Linked DNA regions of Mus musculus: regions 2, 3 and 4 are each linked to region 1. A link is a contact called in public Micro-C and promoter capture Hi-C data. All regions are on one chromosome and are shown on one strand. The core of a region is the stretch at or near the end of the contact, and the rest is flanking DNA. Distances in the headings are between cores, read along the strand shown. Region 1 holds the start of Dmc1 (DNA meiotic recombinase 1). Region 2 holds the start of Tmem184b (transmembrane protein 184b). Region 3 holds the start of Csnk1e (casein kinase 1, epsilon). Region 4 holds the start of Sun2 (Sad1 and UNC84 domain containing 2).

Region 1 (4,062 bases), core at 421-2,920:
CTCTGACTGTACTGCCTACCTTTGGATCTCTCCCACCTAACTGGGATGCTTTGTGTAGTCTCAGTGGAAGATACTCTTGGTCTTGTTGCTTGATATACTAGGGTTGGTTCCTGTCCATGGGAGGCCTCCCCTTTTTCCAAGAGAAGGGGTAGATGGGGGAAGAGGGAGGGGAGGTGAGAGGGAGGGACTGAGAGGAGAGGGAGGGAGGAAGGGAAGCTGAGATCTGCATGTAAAGTGAATAAATAACTTCTGTAAATTGAAAAAAAAATTAGCCAGAACAATATTCAATAACTTAGTTTTAAAAAAAATCCTCGGAAGCTATAGACATGATGGTGTACATTACAATAAAATGTAGTCTGAATAATATTGTCCCTAGTTTATTTTGTTTGTTTCCCCTTTTTGTTTCTGTTAGTTTGTTTTTTTTTTAAAGATTTACTTATTTTTATATATGTGAGTACACTGTTGCTGTCTTCAGGCAGACCAGAAGAGGGCATCCGATCCCATTACAGATGGTTATGAGCCACCATGTGGGTGCTGGGAATTGAACTCAGGACTTTTCCAGTGCTCTTAACCACTGAGCCATCTCTCCAGACACTTTTTTTTTTTTTTTTGAGACAGTGTTTCTCTGTGTAGCCCTGGCTGACCTCAAGTTTCCTCATTTAATGTCAAAGTCAAGTGTGGGGTGCCAGCACAAAGGAAACAAACTAGTAAGGTGGCGAATAGTTGGGTACAAAAAGAGGACAGTATTTAGTAGGCTCTTTTGGAATACTGGGGTTTGTTTGTTTTTTCAGTCTTGAGTGAAGGTTTTGCCTGTAGCCTTGACTGTCCTGAAACTCCTTAAGTAGAACAGACTGACTTCGAGTTTGCAAGTAATTTCCTGCCTCTACCTTCTCTGTCTGTGTGTGTGTTTAACTTCTACATAGCTTGGAACTCTTTGATTCTCCTGCCTCCACCTCCCCAGTTCTGGAACTACAGACATGCATCACCTTGCCCATCTCTTAACTATTAGCATGATTTCTCTAAATACCAGACTCTTCTTCCTGAGGAACAACGCAGATCGATCGCCTAATCGCCTCTCCTTTGGCTGTCAGATCTACTGGCCCTGCCTGCCTCTGCTGGCATCACTTCCACCACGACCCTGGGATCAGAAGCTGGTGCCCAGTCTCGGTCTCAGAGGCCTGGCGGCGAGCAGCGGGGCAACGAGAAGGCGGTCAGGGGCCCGTGAGCCCTGGCGCGAGGCTCTGTCGCCCCCCACCCCAGGCCTCCATTTTCCAGGCCCGACCTAGTTCCCTCATAATGCAAGAAGGGGGCCTTAAGGCTTGGGTCAGACTTGATTTACAGGAGGTTTGGCCATGTCTCGGAATCCCTCCACGCCTCAGAGCCTGGGCGGAAGGTGACAGACACCAAGCCAAGTCCAATAAGCGACCAAAAAATTACCACAGAAAGGGCGCGGAGAGGAAAGCTTTCTCAACGCGTCGAGTTTTCCTCAGATTTTTCCCGCGCTTCCTCTTTCCGCCACTCACCCCGACTCGAACCCACAGCCTCCCCGAGAATTTTCAAGGCGACACCCGCTCCGGCTTTCCCGTCCGGTCCAGAATTCTAACGCCGACCCAGAACGCGGAGGCCGGCAGCCCGCCCTGTCGTCGAACAGCTCCGGGCTTGGCGCCAAATGAGGGCCGCGGGAGCAAGCCCCCTTGATGGGCGGGGCCTGGGGCTGTAGGCGGGGCTCGGGCTGTAGGCGGGGCCCAGTGTGTGTGGGCGGGGCTCAGGTTGTGGGGGTGGGGCTCGAGGTTAGCTAGAGAACCTGAGCAGGCAAGGAAAGGCTCCCTGCGGGTCATCGGTAAATGTAGCACAAAGGAGAGCGGAGGGTGGGGCAGGGGCCCTAGTGAGGGCTGCTGGGAGGATGCGGGAGTGGGGGGTCTTCGGGTCTCCGAGGTTAGCGAGGGCAGTGGTGGAACATGGACTCTGAGGAGAGAGGTTTGGGTATGAGAAGAGAGTCTGGGCATCCCTTGGGCGAAGGGAGTTGCTGAGTCACGGGGAGAGCCTTGGCCGCTGACAAGGACAGGAGATGACGACCTTGGACTGTGAGGAGGTCGAACATGGGGGTCCCTTTCCTCCTGCCTGGGGCCGCTTTCACTCCAAGGTTTTCATACCTAGCTGGGTAACCCAGCCTTCCCATCCCCCCTTCTCTCCTGACTCTGCATTTGCGGTCCTCTCTTCTGGGATGGAGAGTAATTTTTTTTTTCTCCCTAACGTGGTTCTAAATGGTCTACAGAAACACACGAGGTTTTAGTTCTGTTTATAGAAACCCCGGGCCAGCCATGATGCCAGCAAGGCCTCTCTCTAAACTGTTTCCTTTTCCCCTTAGATGGAAACTGACAGTTCAGAGTCATGAAAAACTTGAAAGACCACCTGCAGAGGTTGCTTTAAGTGTCTTAGATGACCCACCAATACGGGCGACCTCTATATTCTTTTTGAACCTTTTAAATGGAATAAATTCCAAAACAGTTGACATTTTGAAGGACAGACCTATCTCCCGTGGATAGTTTTTTAAAAGGCTATAGCTTTTCAAAATGCTTACTTTACAGAATCATTGCCCGTCTTCTCGAATGGAAATTGTTCACTTGAAAAGGAACCCAAGGCGAGTGTGGTGGCGCACTCGGGAGGCAGAGGCAGGCAGATTTCTGAGTTTGAGGCCAGCCTGGTCTACAAAGTGAGTTCCAGGACAGCCAGGGCTACACAGAAACACTGTCTCGAAAAACCAAAAAAGAAACCCAATAGCGATGGCAGGCTCTCCTTCTGAATCCACCGAAAATACAGTAACTTTTGAGCAACTCGCTAGAAGACATCAACAGTATACCGGAGAGCTACCAAAGAGCGCAGCAAGACGATTTAGGGAAATCTAACATATGTCGTTTGCTGTAGTGACAGCTGGGAGCAAGAAATGCTCATAATATTTGAAGGTTGTGTGCAGTACACTCAAAGGAAGAAACTGAAATGAGCTCGGTAATGACAAATTCATGAAGTGAAGAGAAAGGCTTGTTAGGATAGCATACCGATGGTTCCGTGCAACTTTTTAAACGTTTAAAAACAGCCACAAACAGGGAGTGAAAAAAAAATGCAACTTCTCGTCCAATCAGGAAAAAAAAATTCTGTAACAATTCTGAGTATTGTGAAGTGGCAGTTTCAAGTTGACGAAGGAAATGAGTGAATGGTGTTGGAGCGACTGGGTAGCCATCTGCAGGGAAATAAAACTGGAAGCCAACTTCACACCTTACGCCAAAATAACTTCTAGATGGATCAAACCGAACATAAGAAAAGCCTGAGAAGAAAACATGTGGCCATCTATTTTTACTTAAGAATGTTTTCTTTTTAAGATTTATTTATTTTATGTATGTGAGTACACTGTCGCTGTCTTCAGACATACCAGAAGAGGGCATCCAGATCCCAAGACATTCTTAAGGGGGCTGGAGAATTGACTCAGTGGTTAAGAGCACTAACTACTCTTCCTAAACGTCCTGAGTTCAATTCCCTGCAACCACATGGTGGCTCACAACCATCTGTCATGGGATTTGATGCCCTCTTCTGGTGTGTCTGAAGACAATGACAGGACAGTGTACTCACATACATACAATAAACAAATCTTTAAAAAAGAAAAAGAAATTAAAAAAAAAAGAATGTCTTTTAATCTATTGTGTTTTACTTCTTATGTATGAATGTTTTGCCTGCATGTACGTACATCATGTGAGTGTCTGGTGCCAGTGAAGGTCAGAAGAGGGTGTCAGATCCACTAGAACTAGAGTGACAGATGGCTGTGAGCCACTGTGTGGGGGCCAAGGATCGAATCTAGGTCTCCTGCAAGCGTAGAGCATAGCACAAAATTCAAAAGCCATAGAAGACTGATAAGATTATGTGTATGTGCGTTTGCCTGCATGTATACATGTGTACCACGTGTGTTGGCAACTTTCAGGCCAGAAGAGAGCATCAGATCCCCCAGAGCTAGAATTACAGGTAGTGAGGAGGTGCTCTCAACCATGGACAAGAGCCTCCTCTCCAAGCTCC
Region 2 (4,062 bases), core at 500-2,999, 200 kb before region 1:
AGCCTCTAGAAGAAGGTATTAGATCCTGTTCCTCTGTGTTCTACTCCAGGGACATCAGGGAGAGCAGTGAGCCAGCAGGGCCGGGAGACAGCCCTCAGCCGGGCGCATAGTAGATGCTCAGTAAGTTACAAGGCAACTTGGGCAAGACCCAGGGATGAAGGATGCTACCAGAGCCTACTAGTCCCACACTGACAAGGGAGTCACTTAATCCCCATCCCGTCCCACCCCACCCGCCTTGACCTGCTGCCTCAGTTTCCTAACCCACATCTATGCCCGATACATTATTGGCACAGCTGCCCTGAGAACAAACTGGGAAAATACACATGGAAAGCAAGAAGTCTCTGAGGAATGTTAGTCACCCAGCTTTGGCTCGACTGTCCCTTTGTACTGAAGCCTTTTTTTTTCTTTTTCCTTTTTTTTTTTTTTTTTTTTTTTTTTTGCTGGCTTGTCCATCCCCCCCACCCCCCACCCCCCAGCACTGAATCCACCTCCATACTCCTCAGTCTTTTGTCTTCTGTTTCTGGAATCCCTGTGATTCTTTCCAATTCTGATTCTGCCCCAAGCACCTGAGAGCTCTTCGATGCCTCGATCCTCACATCTGTGTGCGGGGTGAGCACCAGTCTAGCTTCTGGGGCTCCCACACCCAAGGGTTCCAACTCCGGCCCTGCACAGAACTCTCAAGATACTCAGATGTGCCGAGCCCAAGGGCCCACCAAACTTGTTGACACGAAGAGGGATGCTGCAAACAGCCTGTCAAAAAAGCCAGACCGTGGAGACCTGCACCTCCCCCTGCTGCTGATGCTGGTGGGGTGTGTGTGTGTGTGTGTGTGTGTGTGTGTGTTGGCTGAGTCTGCAGCACTTGCCTCCAGGGCACAGATTGCTACTTCTCTCCTTACATAAAGCACCTGGCAGCCAGATGAATAATACATAGACCTTCACCTCACACCCAGGTATCAGGCAGGCAGACACCTGCTTTGCCCCACCAAGGCCTCCAAGGAGGGAGGGATGAGATGTCCCGCCTCATACAGTCCTCCAAGAAAGGATACAAACTAAAAATCCGAGCCCGTTCCCCAGACTCCCTAGCTTTGCCACTGCCTGGAGCTCCTTAGCCCCAAGCTAAGCATCCAAGCAAGGTGTCCAAGGGCGTGCCCAGGCAAACAGGCACCACACACCCAAACCAATCTCTAGGGTTCCTTTGAACACCCAGCATCCTGGGAGCCCCAGATCCCTATCCCCCTTCAAATCTACTGACCTGTGTGCAAAGCGCGCGCACACCCCCATTTACGCATGTACCGTCTCAAGGGCCGACCACCGGGCCAGGTCAAAGCCACTGCACTGAGGACCGACGTCTCCCCGCCCCGTTCGGTCGTGCCAGGCTGCAGCACACCCACCGCGGTGCGCACAGTCCCATCGGTAAGAGGCTGGGCCCCGCGCCGCCCACCCCGACTCCCCCACGAGCAGGTCCGGTTACACTCAGGGCCCCGCCACGCTGGCGAAGCGGGCACACCCACGGGCCGCTTGGGGGCCTCCGAGTCCCTGCCTCCCCGCGGGAAGTCCCCAGAGTGGAGTTCTCCCCAAGGTGCAGCCCCCGCCCGGTCCCCGTTCATCCCGTGCATCCGCCGCCCGGGTACCTCAGGAGCCCATGGCGCTGGAGACTGCAGGCGGAGCAGGCGGCGCCGCAGCCCGGTATCTCGGCCGCCGCTGGCGCGTCCCGAGCCCCGCCGGGTACCGCCGCGCCGCGCCTGCGCACTAGGAACGCCGCTGGCGGGGGCGGGGCCGGAGCGCGCCGCTGAGGTCACTCGCCGAGCCTTAAAGGGGCCGCGCGCTGCGAAGCACCACGCGCAATCTCGGGTCAGGAGAATGGTGAGGTCCTCTTGCAACTCGCAAACGCACCGCGAGAGACCCAGGGCCCAGGTTTCCTAGTCCAGTCCCACCCACCACAGTCCTGGGATGCACAGTCTGACCCGCGGGATACAGACTGTCCCGGACACTCGCGAGCTAGCTTGAGTTTCAATTCTCTGAAAGCCTTGTATATGCCAACGCTGAAGGTGAAACGAAATCTAGTTGACGTTTGAGACAGGGAGGGTGAGTGTGAGACTGTGGAACGGACTTCCACGGAACGTTTTGTATAGTTATGCAAAATGAAACTGCTCTAGTGGAGCTGCCCCACCTCATTCCTAGCAGCCTAACGAACCGATTCTAGAGGAGTCATTCCAGCCCCTACCCCACTTTGATTTGTGAGGTCCTCGTCTTACCCAGATGACTGAAATGTGTAATATGCAACCAAGTTTATTTTTATCTCCAGCTCCAAATGTCTACCGACGCCTCTTACTTAGCGGGCTCAGCTGCTTTCCCCTCCACACACATTTCTTCTTCACAGCATTCCCCAATCCCTGCTTCCAGTCTTCAAGCCAGAAAGTCTAGTATTATCCTTGAGTGCTGCCCTCCCTCTCCCCCTCGTCCCATCAGCTTGGGCAAGACATCCTGTATCCCTAGACTCTGACCTCCACACTACTGAACTGCTGTCATGTCCAGGCTCTGCCCAGGTACTGTGAGCATCTACTTAGCCCGATTTTCCAACCTTGTCCTCGGCGGGTCTGTGCCAATGTGAGAATCAGGGATTCCTTTAAAAATCCAAATCGTTGGAGGAATGCTTGCTTACCATTCACCAGACCCTCAATATAATTCTTTGCACCAAAGTAAACAAACAAACGAACCCACCCAAGATGAACTATATGGCACTTTGCTCAAAACCCTTAATTAGTTCCTCATGCCATTCCAAATGAAGCCAACATCTGCAGATCTCTGCACAGCCTTGATCCAGCATCACCCTCCGCAGGCATGCCTGGCCTCATCTCCTTTTCCTGAACACTGACCTCTTGCTTTCCCTACAACCAAGTACAAGCATTCAGCTTCCATGCCTTTGCACCTGCTGTCCCCTCTGCTGGGGCTACAGTTTCCCCAGACATGTCTTCAAAGTCTTGCTTGGCTGGCTTTACTAGGGAAGCTGAAGCAGGATTGTTCTGAGACAAATACCTCCTTCCCAGAGTAAGATTGCTGAGCCCCTCACCTGCAGTCCATAGTCAACATCTCACTGTGCCCTGTTCTCCTAATAAAAGTTCATTTCTAACACGTATCGATTGTTTTCCTATCTTATTATCCATCTTCCTAGTGAACAGACTGTTGCATTAACTTTGGGGAGATACGTGCCCCAAATAGGAAGGCACCCAAACAAACCAAAGATTCTACACATCTCCCTCCATGAACCTGTGAGTTTATTGGTCATACTATGGCAATGTGGGTGAGGGGTGGGGTTACTGGCATCTGTAATATGTAATTCCCCTCCCCTCACCCCTGTCCCCAAATGACCTTTGGGAGTTAAGAATTCTTGGGAGGTAGAAAATTCTAGAAGCAAGCCACTCCCATAAAGCTGGGGGGGGGGGGGGCTCATTACCCATGCTGGACTGGGACTTATTTCTTTCTTCTTTTTTGTTTGTTTGTTTGTCTGTTTTTAATCACCCTTAAGAAGCAACCGTTCACTCTTGCTCCTATAAGCAGCTGACAGACTCGTTGACTGTTCTTTAACCAAGCTAGATGGAGCAGAATCATTCCTTTATTCTGTGGTCAGTCCCTTCCCTGGGATGAGGAGACATTTGTTCATGTCTCCCCAGGAAAAGTGCATGCAGCAAGGATGAAGATGTCTGACAGTTTCTTGTTTCCTGATGAAAATTAGTATGCTGCACTGGGAGTACTGGCAAGCACGTACTGAAAGTATCTGTAACATGGACAAATATAATAGCTAGGTCCTAAGGGGGAAGCTCGGGGTACTTGAGGGGCCTGAGTTCAGCCCTCATGACTACATGACTGAAGGAGAAAACCAGCTCTGACCTAGAGGCACACACAGTGACATGAGTGCACACACACACACACACACACACACACACTAAATAAATAGATAAAATTTTTTCAAAGACAAAAAAAGCCAAGAATAGTAGCCTTTAAATGCATCATATCGGAAGCAGGAGCACTAAGTAGATCTCTGTGAGTTCAAGGTTAGCCTGG
Region 3 (4,062 bases), core at 1,097-3,596, 160 kb before region 1:
CCCTGTGGGTCTAAGCTGCATAGCCTGCTCCTTCCTCAGATGAGGTGGAGGCCCCAAGCCCATGGATAACAAGGATTGGACCATGGCAGGGATCCCTCTGTACTGGCCTGGTAGAGGTTGGGTACCTGTGTTCCAGGTCAGCAAAACAGAAGACTCAATGAATGGGGGCAGGTTTGGGCTGCTGGGGAATGGGGAGGCAGGGAATAGTAAACTATGAGACAGGGAGACTGGTTCCTTGGTGCCTCTGCATGGTTACACATGAGCTGGTGTGAGGGAACAAGAGGGCACTCCTTTGGCAGATAGATGGGAACCGGAGCCCAGAGTGGCCTTGCTACCATCCCCACAGAAGCTAGCCAATGGTAGAAATCTCACCTAGGACCAAACAGGGGTCCAGCTGGCCCACCTGGTGGCCTCCTACCCAGAACTTATTTCACTCCAGGCTTGAGAAGTAAAACCCTTCGGTGAGACAGTGACTGCTGGCTTGCTTGGGGGTAAGGGGTGCTGACCCTTTCCCTGTGCCAAGCCTGCCCCCAGATACCAGGCCTGGAAGGAAACCAGGAGAGATTCACTGGGGCTCCTCCATCAGCCCCAGAAGCGAGAGAGCCAAGCCAGGAGAGACACCCTAGCCTAGTACTAAGTCCCCGAGAGCCACCACTGTCCTTCTACCAGCCACAAGGAAGTGGCTGCCGCTGGGTGCCAGCCAAACTCTGGGCTCTCCCATCATGGGTCTTTGCCCACATGGCTGAGTTGCCCTGATTGCCAAGAACAGGACTGCATATCTGCAGAAAACCCACCAGCCTGGCACCACAGGTCCACACATGGTCCAGCTTGCTAAGGGCACCCGCCAAGGGGAACATGGGAGTAGAGGCTCACACTTAGGATCCCTACAGGAAAGGGGGGGCTGGCTGTGTACTCACAAACACCCCCCCCCCCCAAAGCCGGGTTTCCACTAACGCCGACTCAGAGACCATACATGGCATCTGGGAAAGCCACAGGTTAGGAAAGGAACATAAATATACTGCATCCTATATTACATAAATACCCACGCCAGGTTATATAAATACCAGTGCCCTCTGTCTGGGAGTCTTACATAAATACACTGCACATGACCCCCCAAGCCCCTCTCCACTCACGGCTCTCTGCACAATCACCAACCCTGAAGGACCCTACCAACGCCAGGGTCTCCCCACCCTGGAGACCAGAGCCCTGGAGTCTAGCGTGTCCCAGCCCTCCTCCACTTAAAAGCCCCCCTCCACCGCCACCCCAAGAAATTGACTTTGGGGTGGGGGCTCCTTCAGGAAATCAGAGTAGCTTTCCAATTCTTCACTCTGTCCCTTACGGGAGGGGTGGGGGAGGGGAATAAACAAAGTTAAAAAAAGGGGGGGGTGGCCATGAGGAGTCAAGACTTCTCAGCTGGTTAGAAAAATTACAACTACAAGCAGCTGGGCACATGGGCAGTCCCGTGTCACCCTGCCATACACACACACCTCCTGACACACACACCACCCACCTTCCACAGGGCCAAGACCCTGGTCAATGAATCAGTAGAATAAAAACTGAAGGAATGCCCTAAACCTAGGAAAGGCGTCCCAAACGCAAGTATTCATTGGAACTGCACCCCCTTCTCTCTCTCTCTAGACCCCCTTTCCAAAGGGAGGCTATGCTAAGAAATATGTGGGGAAACTCTGGACAAAGTAGGGGGAGGGGGTGGCCTAAGTCGCAGCCCTGCCTCTGAGGCGCCCAGGCACCCAGCTTTCACAGGCTTGAAGCACAAGGCTGTCTCGCACACCGCAATGAGAAGCCAAGCGATAAATAACCCCCTCCCTTCTTCTCGCCACAAAGGAAAACAAAGCCGGTGGCCCGGGTGACCACGCACCCCATCACTTAGGACCCCCGCGCGCCCCCACCCTACGCGAGAACGGCCTCGGTGACCCGGAGCCCAGGACACAGAGGAGGGGCCGAGGCCGGCCCGGAACCCGAGCGCCCCCGGGACCCCAGCCAGGCCCCTGCCGCAGGTCCCCCGCCCCAACCCGGGGCCGCCTCGGTGCACCCGGCGGCCTGCGAAGCGCCCGTCCCCTCCGCGTCCCCGGCCGCGCCTTTGTCCTCACGGGCGGCGCCCCCAGCCCTGCGCGGATGCGCGTGTCCGCCCCGCGCTCGCGCAAAAAGAAAACACAAAGAGGCGGAGGGAACCCCGCTTCCCCGGCCCCCGATGCTCACCGCGCCGGGGCGGCCGCCGGGGCGGATGCCAGAGGATTCGCCGGGCCGCGGGCGCGCCAGCCTCTCCCCGGCCCGCTGCGCTGCGCTCGGCCCGGCCGGGCTCAGGCTCCGCGCTCCGCCGCCTCCCGCCGCCCGCCCCCGCCGCCGGCTCGCGCGCTCCCTACCCGCGCGCGCGTCCCCGCGGTTCCCATTGAGCCCCGGGCCCGCCCGCTGATGTCATCCCCCGCCCGCCGCCGCCGCCCCGGAGGATTTAAAGGGCCCGCAGCCCCCGGAGAGCGTGTTCTGACGCTGCCACCCTGGGTGAGGGGCACACAAAACTAAGATTTCCTATACTCAGGCCTTGCCCTATCTCCAGCCAAAGCTGCGGGGACCCCCGAGAGAATCAGCTGAGACTCCTGGCACTGCAAAAGAGATTTAGGGCTCAGTAGCCTGAAGGCTGTAGAGAACACTGGCCAGGGGCTTTGGGAATAAAGCATAGGGACTGAGGGGCGTGGACAAGGACCAAGGATGTGTGGTCAGAGAAAACTCCAGGCAGACACTTTTCTTTGCTCTGTCCTCTGCCGTTCAGATCCACTGTGACAGTCCCTCAGATTCCAACGTAGTTTCACCCATTGAGCCCCCTGCCCCTCACCAAGAACTCACACGTGAGTCAGGGACCCAGAGGTGCTCATTCAACAAAGTCATCCCCCAGACAATGCCTGAATGTCCTTAACTGCAAACGAGGAAGAAGGACCATAGCCTTCCCAGGTCATGGGAGAGTTAATGAAGGCTTCCCACCAGCTTCCAGCTCCACCATGGAAGGTCCCAGCACAAGGCTATTAAAATGATATTTACAGTGGGTCATGCAAAGCTCCAACTTATGACACACCTACATTCTCTCTCTACACACACACACAACTGTTACTGTGGACATAGTACCTCTGATCACCCCGGAAGCACATCTCAGAAAGAGTCACTTCATAATAACCGCATCTTCTCCCCGAGGCTGAGGAGATTGCTGGGAGACCTATAGACCAGGTCCTATCACAGGGCAGGAGGGCAGGATACTGTGGCCCAGAGAGGGCAAAAGGTCTGCCCAGGCCCACACAGCCCAGCAAGATGGCCATGTTCATCTGGTGGACCTGGGGATGCCGATCAGAAGACCAGGAGAATGAGGAGGAGCTGCCTCCAGAGGCCTCTGTGATGGTAAACCGGGCAACTGGCTCTCTCTGCCCAGGTGGTGGACTGAGCATGGCCCGCTTGGTGCTTTTTGGCTTTGCGTTTGTCAATTGATTCACAATTGGCAGGTTTTGTATGACAGGCCCGCATTCTCTCCTGAAGCCTTGGCCACGCAGGGCACAAATCCTCACCAGAGGCAGCTGGTCTGGACAGCAGTCAGCCTCAGTGGTCAGAGCCCAGGCCGTGGGGCCTTGGCAAGACTGAGCAGAACACAGCAAGCATCAATGTCCTCCTAGCAATGTTACCACCCAAACCTTCCAACATGGGCCCAGCTTTCCAAACGTAGGCCTGTTCTGCTGCAGCGCCAGGAGAGGCATTCAGCTCATTTAACCCTCTCCAGTGAGGACAGCAGACAGAGTTGATGTTCACTCTGTGGTTTCCAGAAAGGGAATTGGAGGTACCTCAGCCCTCACGCGGGGGTATGGATCAAGGGTGAACCTGTCTGGAGATGGAACTCAGCCAGCGCTGCCTAAAGCCACTCTCCTCCCCTTCTTGGTCATCGCAGGTCCTTTGGAACAAATCTTCCGTCTGGAGTCCACTGTCCCAGCTTCCCTTCCTCATCCTGTCACCTGCCCTCCATTTCAGGACTTGCAGCCTCTCCCAGGCCCACACCCTCCAGCTATAGAC
Region 4 (4,062 bases), core at 932-3,431, 140 kb after region 1:
GTTATGAGCCAACATGTGGGTGCTGGGAATTGAACCTGGGTCCCCTGATAGAGCAGCCAGTGTTCTTAACCTCTGAGCATCTCTCTAGAACCCACCTTTTCCTTCTTTTTAGTCACAATCTCTGGTTTGCTACATCCCGTGCGGAAACCCTTCCCACCATATTCTGCAGCCCCTCAGCACACTGTGCTGTGACACCTTGATGTGACAATGACAATGATAAATGACTACTAGCTACCTAATTCCTTTCCTACTCATTAATGACCCCAGCACAAGGAAGGCGGCCATCATCACCCATCTACAGGGAAGAACCTGGAATGCTAGCCTGCAGGTGAGAGCCAGGTCTCTCTGCTCAGACCTGACAGGCTGCAGGGCCTGGACATTTGCATTCCATCAGAAGGTTTGCAAGTTGTTTGTTTGGGGAGTGTTACAGCTCCATATAGCATGCACTTGGAACATGGCTGTAAACTGCGTGGTTACATAGCAGTTACACAACCAATATTTGTTAACAGAAGTAAGGCAGGAGGTGGAGCTGTTGTGTGGTCTTGCAGTCAGTCTAGCCTATAGAACAGTTACAGTCACCACATGGGGTGGAGTGAAACTGATAAGAAGACCAAGGTGAAAACAACAAGTGAAGATAAACAAATCTTTCAGGCACGGGACCCAGCTTCAAATCTCAGAATATCAACCCAGGAATCTCACCGAGCCTGGGCTAGCAGGATTACAAAACTTTAGATCCCAAACCCATCCAAAATGAGTTCCTGGTACTTGTGACTTAGTATTGTTTCTGCTATTCCTGGTGGATAGTGACCTCGCATGGTGGGAAACACCCAAACCCAGACCACAGAAACCAGAAGGTCAGGTTCATCCAGCTAGAAAGACAAGTAGCCTCCTGTCTGGGCTAACTGGCATCTTCCCAGGTGGGATGCCCATCTGGCATCTCTCACTCTCTTCGACTGGTGTTGGTAAAGGGACCAAGTGGTAGTAGCCAAAGCAGGAAGTTGCCTTGGTCCTGGGTTGTATTCCAGTCCTTATAAGGTAGTTCCCCCCATGACTGCCACCCCCACCTGACAGCTCCAGATGCCCATATGCTCCACCTCTTAACCCCTGCCCCGCTGTAGCACATGAAGCCTTTGCCAGGGGGGAAAAGAGTGTAACATGTTTATACAGTGCCCACGCCGCTGTTGCAAGAATCTAAACGTTCTGAGTAGGTGGAGAGGTGGGGCACCGAACACTGCCCCGTGTGCCACCTCCCAGCACTCCCAGAGCGGTGTGGACCTTATCTTTATCTTTCATATTCATCCTGTTGTCACAAAATAGTTTGCCACAGCGGCCATCCAGATTACACAAGATGACAAAGGTCTACCGTGGGGAGCCGCTGAGATAGACACTCCTCCATCCCGCCATTAGTTACAAAACCCTCAAATAAAACATACTTTCCTACTGCAGAGCCTTGGTCCCGAAGATTCCCCTATCCTGGGGAATATTATACGTGACATTTCCACTCCATTTCCCCTGGGACACAAAAAAGTGCTCCAGGCGCTCACCCTCTGTCCTGGCTCTAAGTCACACCCCGGAGCGCGCTGGCTTTGTTTTGTTTTGGTTGGGTTTGGCTGTTTTGGAACTGAGCTAAAAGGGCCCTCCCCCGTACCCCATAACTGTGACAGGCAGCGGTGGCGCAGGCTGAGAACTTCCAGTGCCAGGACTCGGCCTGTGGCACAGCCCTGGTCCGGTTTGGGGCGGCTGGGTCTTGGCTGCCCTCCTCCCCGGAGGCTGCTGGGGAAGTCCCGCCTGGGGACAGCGCCCTCCCCGTGACCGCGATGCGTCAGGGCGCCGGCCCGCGAGTGTCCCGGGGCGTGCGTCGCGCAGGGGCTGGAGTGGCCCGGCCTGGCCGGACAGGGAGGCGCAGGCCCGCGCTTTGGCCGGACGGCGACCCGGGTCAGGCGGGCGCGGGGCCGTGGGGAGGCGGGCCCAATCCCTTCTTTACCTTGCGTGGTTCTTCCCGCGTCGGAGTCCCCCGGGCGGCGCCGCGCACTGGGCCGGGCCGGGCCCGGGGCTGGGGCTGAAACGCGCGCGGAGCGGAGACGCGGGACGGCGCGGGGTCGGTGAGCGGACAATGCGGCCGGCAGAGGACCGCGCTGCGCGAGTGGGGCAGGGCGGTGCGCGCGTGGCCGAGTGTGTATGTGTGCGCCTGTCAATCAACGCTGACAGCCCACAAGTCATTGGCCGGGCCCAGCCGGCCCGCCCCGCCCTCTGCCGCCGCCCATTGGTTGATTTGAACACAAAGGCTCCGGCTCGGCCCGCCCTCCGCGTGGGCCCTGTAGTCCGCGCGTGGGAGGCGGGGGCGAGTACGACCTCCAGGCTGTGGGACCCGAGCGTTCCCTCGCGCATCCGTGCCCACGCGCGCGCGGCGCCGGAGCTCTAAAGGCTTTAGGTGCGGGAGCACACAGGGTGTCATGAAATTGGCCCCAGGATAGGGTCCTGACGCGGCCCCGCGCGGGTGGTTTGGACGCTTACCAGCGTCAGCCGTGTCTGCCCATTTTAAAGACGAGGGAAACAGGTCCGTGGAAGTTTTTTTTGTTTCTTATAAAGAACCCACCCAGAGGGGAAGTTGAGTCTAGAAGATTAATACTATTTAATTTTAAGGTTGAATTTTAAATTCCAAGGTGGGCAGGATACCCATCTTCCCGCACCACCTATTTTTGTTGTTGTTTTTGTTTTTCCAAGACAGGATTTTACTGTCACGGAGATCCACCTACCCCTCTGCCTCCCAGGTGCTGAGATAAGAGTGCACCACCATGTCCAGTCAGAAACCCCAAGTTTGACAGCAGCTTTTCTGTTTTAAAGAAGGCTCCATCCACAGCTGGTTGCAAGAGAAGGTAGGGCTGGCAACACGGTTCTCCTACTTTCCTCCCCCTGGGATGAGTTCCTGACTCCACGGACCTGTCCCCTCCCACCACCACCCCATCTCTCTCTCTCTCTCTCTCTCTCTCTCAAACACACACACACCCCGCCCCCAGAAGATAAAGGAGTGCGACTGGGGATAAACCACTTCTGTTCAATATCTTCTAAGGATGATGAGATCCGGTGTCCTTCACTTTAAAATGCCAAGGGGGTGGGGGGAACTGGGACAAGAAAGACAGTGGTGGTTCACGCCTTTAATCCCAGCACTGGGGAGGCAGAGGCAGGCAGATTTCTGAGTTTGAGGCCAGCCTGGTCTACAGAGTGAGTTCCAGGACAGCCAGGGCTATACAGAGAAAGCCTGTCTCGAAAAGAAAAAAAAAAAAAAAAAAAAAAGCTGGTATCCAAAGGCAGTAGGAAACTGAGGAAATACACACACCCTCATTTTGGATTGGTTCCACTGCCAAATAAAACCAGATCCCCTTTCTAGACCTCCATTGTCCCATCTGGAAATGAGATGCTGTCTACCCTTACAGTATCTTTGGACAATTATGCTAACTATCTTCTTCTTCTTCTCCTTTTCCTTCTTCTTTTTTTAACTTTATTTTATTTAATTTATTTTTATTAGATAAGATTACAGAGGGGAACAACCTTGACCTCAAGAGTAGGGCCACATTCAGACTTTATGGTCCTCCATTTTTAAATTTATTTATTTATTTTTGCCGCGGGTAGTGCCTTCCCCATCTTATAGCTCTGAGGTGGAGCACACGCACAGACAGCCCACATGAGGGCTCTAGAACAACAATAAAGTTATGTTTCTACCCACATGGGTATAAAGATGATACTTTATTATCATGTTGTAATGCTTTTCTTGATTTATAAGACATCAACATGAACTTGATGTCCTCGCTTGGTTCCCGGCTGCTGCGATAAAGCACGGACCAAAAGCAACTTGGAGGAGGCAAGGACTTCTCTGGCTCACACGTCCCTATTGTAGTCTCTCACTGAGGAAAGTCCGGGCAGGATGTCAAGCAGGAGCAGAGGCAGGGACCGTGAAGAAACACTGCTTACTGCTGTGCTGTTCCCTATGGGTTCCCTCCGTTTGTGTTCTTATACTATCTAGGACTGCCTGGCTAGGGGCAGCGCCGCCCACAGTGGACCCTT

What was found. Hi-C and Micro-C count contacts between places; a contact is called where the count stands out from the background. Capture Hi-C pulls out chosen DNA fragments and counts their contacts.
Region 2: a promoter capture Hi-C map of pancreatic islet shows a contact between it and region 1. The contact joins the promoter of Tmem184b here to the promoter of Dmc1 in region 1. A contact is called at or near these places in 4 of 39 promoter capture datasets (hippocampal neurons, liver, macrophages and 1 more), 3 of 484 Hi-C or Micro-C datasets (brown adipocytes and embryonic stem cells), 3 of 115 datasets of contacts at active chromatin or transcription factors (bone marrow-derived macrophages, embryonic stem cells and forebrain) and 4 of 9 other capture datasets (adipose tissue, liver, macrophages and 1 more).
Region 3: a contact with region 1 is called in a Micro-C map of embryonic stem cells, with 2.1 times the contacts expected there. The contact joins the promoter of Csnk1e here to the promoter of Dmc1 in region 1. A contact is called at or near these places in 1 of 39 promoter capture datasets (the C10 cell line), 2 of 484 Hi-C or Micro-C datasets (cerebral cortex and embryonic stem cells), 2 of 115 datasets of contacts at active chromatin or transcription factors (bone marrow-derived macrophages and embryonic stem cells) and 2 of 9 other capture datasets (adipose tissue and pancreatic islet).
Region 4: a contact with region 1 is called in a Micro-C map of embryonic stem cells, with 2.1 times the contacts expected there. The contact joins the promoter of Sun2 here to the promoter of Dmc1 in region 1. A contact is called at or near these places in 1 of 484 Hi-C or Micro-C datasets (embryonic stem cells) and 1 of 9 other capture datasets (adipose tissue).

What each region holds. Positions count from the first base shown.
Region 1 is chr15:79,603,439-79,607,500 of GRCm38.p6, forward strand. Dmc1 (DNA meiotic recombinase 1) reads right to left here and starts at 1,671. Exons shown (of 14, transcript NM_010059.3): 1 at 1,524-1,671.
Region 2 is chr15:79,401,554-79,405,615 of GRCm38.p6, forward strand. It overlaps Tmem184b (transmembrane protein 184b), which reads right to left and starts at 1,750. Exons shown (of 9, transcript NM_172608.1): 1 at 1,632-1,750.
Region 3 is chr15:79,439,711-79,443,772 of GRCm38.p6, forward strand. It overlaps Csnk1e (casein kinase 1, epsilon), which reads right to left and starts at 2,347. Exons shown (of 11, transcript NM_013767.6): 1 at 2,218-2,347.
Region 4 is chr15:79,740,355-79,744,416 of GRCm38.p6, forward strand. It overlaps Sun2 (Sad1 and UNC84 domain containing 2), which reads right to left and starts at 2,182. Exons shown (of 18, transcript NM_001205345.1): 1 at 1,985-2,182. It overlaps Gm16576 (predicted gene 16576), which reads left to right and starts at 2,344. Exons shown (of 4, transcript NR_045069.1): 1 at 2,344-2,557; 2 at 2,729-2,876.